Regions from separate parts of the Rattus norvegicus genome. Here region 1 is linked to region 2. Evidence: chromatin contacts called from public Hi-C data. All regions are on one chromosome and are shown on one strand. The core of a region is the stretch at or near the end of the contact, and the rest is flanking DNA. Distances in the headings are between cores, read along the strand shown. Region 1 overlaps Rora (RAR-related orphan receptor A). Region 2 overlaps Rora (RAR-related orphan receptor A).

Region 1 (3,662 bases), core at 957-3,456, 210 kb before region 2:
TACACACTGGCCACGGTCGTGGAGCAGGTGAAGGACTTAAGTGTCACTAAGTTGGTTTCCAGTTGCTTCCAGGAAAAAAAAAAAGATCATTGGCACACAAAATTCTTGCTCCTAACATGTGACACTTCCCTCTTGTGTTCACAAGCCGGGGAGAGAGAGAGAGAGAGAGAGAGAGAGAGAGAGAGAGAGAGAGAGAGAGAGAGAGAGAGAGAGAGAGAGAGAGAGATAGAGATATCTTGGCTTTGATTGCAGTGTCTACGCTTTGAGGGGGTCCGACACAACAGAAAGCTGGAGACCCCAGGCACTATGGGGGTGGGGCACACAACCAAGCCAAACCAAATCAAGCCAAACCAAGCCACACGCTTTCTGTGTAACTGAAAACTCTGCCAAGCACCTTAGCCCTGACATGCCATGTGTGACTCTTCCAACTTAAGAACATTCTGTTTTAGACATTGTCAACTAGCCCGACACTTCATGCTGCTCTTACGATATACATCTACCAGAAAGGAGGCCAAGAGGAAAGACTTTATAACTACGCTCTACCTTCTGCAGAAGATCTGATAGCTGCTCCTGACACAGCCCCCATCTCGCCCCTGGGCATTTCCCCCTGCCTTGGACTGGCTGTTTGAACCAGCTCCCCCACCCCCATTGAAAGCACTGGGGTAGCAGATTGACCTTGACACAGACTCTGTATCTTGGCCAACAGAAGGGGTTTTTGTTGCTGTTGTTGACATTTATGAGTGATTGGGTATATTGATATTATACACATCCTCTCCCATATGGGATCAAATCTCCAGGGCATAAACTAAACCTAGAAGTTTCTAGTCACACATTTTTGAGGGGTGTGTGTGTGTGTGTGTGTGTGTGTGTGTGTGTGTGTGTGTGCATCACTGTCAGACTCTGGGAGGTGAGCTCCAGTCGCTGGCAGCAGCCACAGCCTTTATCTTTTGGGTTCCAGGAGTTAGCAGGAGTTTTATCTTGATGATGAAATCATCTTCAGAAGTGGGTGCTGAGGTTCAGAGAGTGAGTATCATTACTGAGAAAACACATTTTCCTTTTACACAGAGATACAGTCGTGCACTAGAGAGCCAGAAAAACAAAACCAAAAAAAAAAAAAAAAAAAAGTTGAGTTGCCTCAGAACAAACAAATATTCAGCACAGGCTGCAGGAAGTTTCCAGAAGATCAAAGAAGCTTTTCTCTATTGAGGTTGCTCAGGAACGTGTCTGCCGTTTCCTACCTTGGCTCTCAGGCTGCTGCTGGCTTTTATACATCCACCTCAGGAGGGCATTCCAACTTCAGCTTACTCAGAAGGGGCCTCAGAGAAGGAGGTCCAAGAATGCCATCTTGGGCTGGGGTGGGGGCAGGGCCAAGCGTGCCTGAATTGAAACACTTCTATCTAAAGGAGTTTCCTGGCAAGACTCAGGTTCAGACTCCTGCACTAACTTTGAGAAGAGGAGATGGGGGTGTTGAAGGAGGGGGGTGTGTGCATGAAAATTCCAGAGAGAGAGAGAGAGGCTGAGAAGGCTTTCTCAGTGTGTGAGTGGCCCTGGAAGGAAGAAGAGGAGGAAGAGGAGGAGGGGAGAAAGGAGGGGAAGGAGGGGGAGGAAGAGTCTCTTTCCCCCTGAGTTGAGATGAGAAGCTAGATGATCTGTGGGATCCTAGAGAGGCGATTGCAGATTTTTTTCTCAGGCCCTTGGGGAGAATATGGTGCTGGTTGGATTTTGATGCAAAATTTTTTTCCCAAATAATGGAGAAAGTTTGCCATCCTCTTGCTTAAAAAAAGAAAAGAAAAAACAAAACAAAACAAAACAAAACAAAACAAAAACCCCGCATTCTAGTTTCAGAAATCAATAACTATTCCAATCTTTAAAAAGCGATCATTTACTCTTGTCACAAGGTTTTGGGTGGTATGTTTATTGACACTTGATAGATTAGAAAACCGAGACTCTGGCTCCAAGGTATAGAGACCAGCAACAGGAAAGGCTCCACTCTGGGTGTCTCTGCTGCAATGGCTCTGCTTTTTCCAATGCAAGTGCCACAGCAGCTCTGGACAGCGACCTCCTAACAACGGACTGCTGTTGTTATCAGCAGGGATAGAGAGAAACTCTCCGGCTGGAAAGCTGAAGGACTAAGGTTGGGGAGGGAAGAGGAGGTGCTGGCTGTTACTAGGGCCCTATCTTTGCATGGGAACAAACAGGACTTTGCTCTGAGTCTGTGTTGGGACTTGCTGCTGAACCTAGAGGCACGCCCTGCATACCGGGCGCGCTCACCTCTGAGAACCGGGAGGTGAGAGAGCCTCTGTCTCTGAATGTGTCCAGTCTGCAGGATGCCCATCTAGGCCAGCCCAAAGGACACAGTTGCTTGCCTGGGAGCAAAGTCCCCTGGAGACCAACCCAATTCCAGCAAGGAGAATTCCACAAGCTTACTTCTGCTTGGATACCCTTTGGCCCCAGTACCTAGCTGTGTCAGAACCCATTTCGACAGCCTCTGAGCTCAGAAAGGACAGCTTCCCCTTATAGCTGCCTGGCAGATTCTCCTGTGTTTTCTGCTGTGATGTAATAGAGTTGGGTTACTCCAGATAGGCAACTGTTTATTATGATATAAGCCCATCTGTATCCCCCCACCAATGTGTAATTCCTTCCTTTTCACATTGATACCCACATGCACAGAAGAAATCCATTCCCAGAGACCTCTGGAAGCATCCCCATAGTTGGTACCAGCTTTCCACACCCTCCTCCCACACCAATCTTTTGTTAAAGTTGATATAACATATCTATAAAGCCAACTATTCTTTTCAGAGTCCCAAATAGCCATTTTAGCCACCTAAATCGGAGAGAGATAAATTTACCGTCCACTTTAGGTTTATGTGGGAACCATAAATATCAGGCTTGAGCCCCGAGGGCTAGAATTTCATGGGCCATTAAGCATGTCACCAGGTGGAAAGCTGTCAATAGCTAGATGTGAGTTACACAGAGACAACCTCAGTCAGCCTAGCTTAGGAAAGTACAGTCCCAGTCCAGAGGGGTGTCTTTTTAACTCACTCCTTCATGTATATACCAATTTCCTCCTCCCTCCACCGAACACTGACACTTGCTCCATTTCTTCCAGCTTGTTCCTCAGGCCAGTTAACAGGCAGCCCCCAGTCCTCATTCCCCTAGCATGAAAGGTCGGCGATACATAAGAATAAGAGATCCACAGCAAGCCAGACCTAGATTTAAAACACTGCTCTGCCATCCGATAGCCATGGAATAATGTAGAAACCACGTCGTCAATTTTAGCTTCAGTTTGTATAGCTGTGAACTTACTATTGATAATTAACAGCCTATGAAAGGTCTGGGGTTGGGGGAGGGACAGAGGATAGAGAGTGTAAGGGGCTAGAGTTCCAAGGGAGCAGACAGAGTGTGTTTATAAAAGCCAGAGAGCTTCACAAACAGAATGGGCTGGCTTAATAAAAGAAGACCACAGGCTTTCTGAGTTAACTGGATGCAGGTTGGTGGGTCCTGGGAATGGATGGGAGTGTCTGACACCCACGGTTAAGTTCCTAGCTAATCTTGATGATTCGCAATTAACACATATACCCTTCCAGAAAAGCCATGGTAAATCCTCTCAAAATCCCCTCAAATGACACATTTTTTTTTCCACGTTCATTTTCCTCCTAAAA
Region 2 (4,213 bases), core at 820-3,319:
ATACACGAATCTGTGCTTTTCATCTTCCAATCTCCTCCACACAAGGTGCCAGGCTTTGACACATGACCAGAAGCATACATTCAGCCAAAGGTTACTGATGTCAGTGTCTAGGGATCTGGTGCTGAAGGTATGCACGTTTTGTTCCTGTATAAATAGGGGAACTGGTATCAAGATAAACTATTGTAGCCTGTAGCTAAGTCACACAGTCCACCTGGCTGTGCACACGCCCTACAGAATGAATGGCAAATAGTGCTCTCACTCAGCCTACCTCACTGTGGCCAATCTCTCAGTGAGATGATACTCACAAGAAGGCCAGTTCTAGGTCTTTCTACTGGTTAGAGTCTAGTCTCTGGGTAGAAGGAACAACACGATGGGGTGAAGCAACACAAGGAAAGGAAGAAAGCTGGGGAGAGATAGACCAGCTGACTGGGCTCATTCCTTCTCATCGAGGAGAGAAAATAGAAACCCAAATGCCATTTTAGTCAATGGGTAAGAAACAGAAGACCAGGCTCTAAGAAAAGACATGGCACATGGGGCTTTTCATGGCTTTGTCTGGCTCCCAACGCCCTCATCCCAGAGTCCCACACTCAGGTCTCCAATGCTCTAATTACATTACACAGCAGAAAGAAGGCCCAGTGCGCTCCAATGGGAGAGGTTACTTTGTTGCCACAAGAGTGTGTTGTACTTTCCCCCGATTCGTTATCGTTATCTTTGCTGAGGGCCTGGGGATGAGTGGGTGATGTGTCAGGTATCTGCTCCCACAGGAAATACCTTCAGGTTGTGTGTGTTCTCTCTTTATCTAGGCCCTGGATTCCGCCAGAGATACTCTTTGCTCACTTCCTTTCATTCTCACCTGCTTCTCATCTCTAAGGCCTAGACCAGACCTCTCTTCAGGTTCACCACCCTCCGATTCACCACACATTCTTGCAGAATGGCTACTGTTGGTATGTCTGTCTTTTAAGAGTGATGAGTTCTTCCTCATCATTAGCTCAGCTTATGTTAGTGGCACTGTACCCTGTTCTTTGCCCACAGGGTCTTGCTGTTCAGAATGTGGCTACAGTGACCAATATCAGTGCCACTGGGGCCTTATGCCAGCTACAGAATCTCAAGGTAATCCAGATCTAGTATACTGGATTTCCCATGCAGTACAGTTCCTAAGTGACTGATGACTGCACAGCCTCTGGTCTAGGCAGGTGATTCGGTCAGGAAAACACTTGCCTTGTAAATGTAAGGAGCTGCATTTGGGTCTCGTGTAAGAAGCCAGGTGCAATGGCATACACTTGTGATCTCATTGCTTGGAGCTTCCTGGAAAGCTAGCTTAGTACACACCGAAGTTCAGGCCTACCAGAGATGCTGTCTCAAATAAAAAGCAGAAGGGACCTGAGGGGCCTCCCTGGAATAGGATGCTGTGGGAGAACACAATCATTTTTATACTTCACTTAGTAGACCCAGGGACTTCTGCTGAGTCCTCCTGACCAGGGTGAAGTTTGAGGGGATGCAAGTGTTCTTAGCCCTGTCATGGATTCTAGGCACAGAGTTCCCATAGCTCAAGAGTGTTTCCACGTACCTACCTCCCACGTCTATACTTTCAAAGAAACCTCAGCTGGACCTGGAACACAACCGCCCGTGCCAATGCACCTGAGGGTGTCTCATGTGAATGGGCTGGCCCTCATGGGAACTTGGCAAGACCAGAAACGTCTCGAGTCTTTCCCCTCGACTGCTCCAGTGCAGTGTTGTAAATTCAGTGAGTGGGGGCGGGGATGGGTGGGAAGTGGAGTTTCCATAACCACCAAACCTTCTGACAGGGACAGAAGAAGAAATCTGTCTTCAAACTGTTCCAAACCTGATGATTGTTGGCTGTCATTGGTCCTAGAACCAATCTGGGTCAAACAACCAAAAGAGTGCAGTCATTTCTGTAAGAGCAGGCACACGCTTTGCTCATCAGTGGAAAGTCTAAGCATGCATGCTAAGACCAAAGGTTACGAGAAACTTGACTCCCCTGAGGTTGTGCCAGTTCTCTGTCTTCCAGTAACAAAGCATGCCAGTCGAACCTTTGGATGAAAGCACAGGGTAGTTGTCCCCGTGTCTGTCAAGATAGGTATGCGGTGTGGCCTACCCTGAGTAATGGTTTTGCTCTAGAGGGCTGCAGCCCAACTTGAAACAGTCATCCACAGTCATGGCCCAAAGAGATTTTAGGATATCATTGAAACCCAAGGGGGTTGGGGTGGGGGTGGGGGTGGGGGTGGGGCAAATAATTTGTTTTATATGCTCCGCCTAGGTTCTTAAATTCTTTCCTACTCAGGACCCCTTTTTATCTGAGAAATTGTTACAAAACCCTGGATTTGCAATAGATAATAAATCATAAGCTTATTGTAAAAGTAATTCATTCATATAAAAGTATATATTGTTTATTAAAGATGAAAGGTAATTTTTATACTAATGGGATGAATGTGTTTGTTTTTGTATAGAGAATTAAATTGTGACTGAGTATTTGATGCCACAGGGGACAGCTTCTTTAATGCTTTTCAGAGGTGATCATTATTTTGATTTTATCATCAATACTGAGAACATTGCTTCTCATAAAAAGGTGATAGGAAATGGCAGAAGGATGTTCAGGCCCATTTCAGAAGCTGTGAGAAATTCTGTCCTATTCTCAAGCCAAAATTTACTGAATAAGTTTTTAAATGAAATTCAAGTCAGCAATTCAAACAGCAATTTTTAAAACCAAACCTTGTAACCTAATGCAGTTCAAAGATATATTTAATCTGATACTTCGATGTTGAGGAAAAACAATAGGGAAATATTATGATCTCTGCTTTCTGTGATTCAATCATTATGTTTCTTTAGGGCAGAGGAATCTGTAAAACCTGCCAATTTCTGACACGCAGAAGTTTTGAGTCTGCGCTGAGGTGTTCCAGGCAGTGTTTGCTGGCATTGCATGGTGGGATGGGAGGGCCAACACAGGAGCCAAGGCTACAGTGAGGTCATGTGTTGCAATACAGTGCACACTGATAGAGGGGTCTTAGGTCATTATGTGATGGTTTTGGACTTGGCTTGCATCATGTTTAGAAACCTCTCACTGTTGCCAGTTTGTTTGCTTCTTCCTTCCTCCCTCCCTTCCTCCCTCCCTTCCTTCCTTCCTTCCTTCCTTCCTTCCTTCCTTCCTTCCTCTCTCTCTCTCTCTCTCTCCTCCTTCTTCTTCATCTACTTCTTCCTCTTCTTTTTCTCCTCCTCCTCCCCCTCCTCCTCTTCCTCCTCCTCCTCTTCTTTACAATTCCCACATTCAATTACCAGACCTCATATGTTGGGTTAGAAGTTCTCTGAGCTGTGGTGTGAAGAAGTGTCTGCTATTGGCCACAGTACTGTCTGAGCAAAAAGTTCCTGTAGAGCTTTCTAAGCCCAGTGCGACCTTGAACTTGCTGTCTTGCTGAGACTAGACTTGAACTAGACCTGTCCTTTCTGCCTCTACTCCCAAGAACAGGGATTGCAGTTGTCATGCTTTGCTTAAAAATCATTCTTTTGAGGTTTCTTACGAGCCTCTGTGTGTGTGTGTGTGTGTGTGTGTGTGTGTGTGTGTGCATATGTGTGTGAGTGTGTGTGTGTGTGTGTGTGTGTGTGTGTGTGTATGTCTGTATCTATACTGTCACATAGGTGCAGATTGCCATGGAGGTCAGATGAGGGCATTGGATCCCTTAGAGCTGGAGTTACTGAAGGTTAGGTACTGCTTTAGGTGGGTGCTGGGAACCAAATTTGGGTCCTCAGTAAGAGTAACACCCATTCCTAACTACCGAGTCTTTCTAATGTTTCTTAAGAATCAAATCTTAAAATACTTGCTACCTACTTCTTTAGCCACTGCACGTGGTGCATTCACTTACTGTGTGCTAGGGCAAGTTTAGGGCAGTGAGGATTTGGTGTGAATTCCTATTATTTTTTCCTCGTTACCTTTTTAAATATATAGTCACCCTCTACAGTGTCCCTGAATGCTTCCCCTGGAGTCCCCGAGGTCCCAGCAGGAACTGACAGATACATGAGCCAGAAGCATGATGAGAGAAGTCATTTAGTATATTGTAGAGGCACCTTTGTGGATCACGTCTCAACTTCACCTCCGAAATAGACTCTTGGCTGTTACTGAGGATGCCAACAATAGGGCCAGACCCCAGAGATATCATTCACATGTACATCTTTATTGGATTTGGAGACGCATGCAGATCAC

The links. A called contact is a pair of places that touch in the nucleus more often than the background predicts.
Region 1: a contact with region 2 is called in a Hi-C map of kidney, with 5 times the contacts expected there. The contact joins two enhancer-like sites. A contact is called at or near these places in 4 of 12 Hi-C or Micro-C datasets (hepatocytes, kidney and liver).

The regions. Positions count from the first base shown.
Region 1 is chr8:78,751,210-78,754,871 of GRCr8, reverse strand. All of the region lies in intron 2 of Rora (RAR-related orphan receptor A), which reads right to left. Among named protein-coding and RNA genes, the nearest start is that of Ice2, 170 kb to the left of the region's middle. Within about 2 kb of position 2,206, at least 2 of the 93 cell types and tissues checked have an H3K27ac peak or open chromatin away from gene starts, as enhancers often do. A contact at or near this core is called in kidney and liver, where this site is marked.
Region 2 is chr8:78,545,072-78,549,284 of GRCr8, reverse strand. All of the region lies in intron 1 of Rora (RAR-related orphan receptor A), which reads right to left. Among named protein-coding and RNA genes, the nearest start is that of Rora, 360 kb to the right of the region's middle. Within about 2 kb of position 2,069, at least 4 of the 93 cell types and tissues checked have an H3K27ac peak or open chromatin away from gene starts, as enhancers often do. A contact at or near this core is called in kidney and liver, where this site is marked.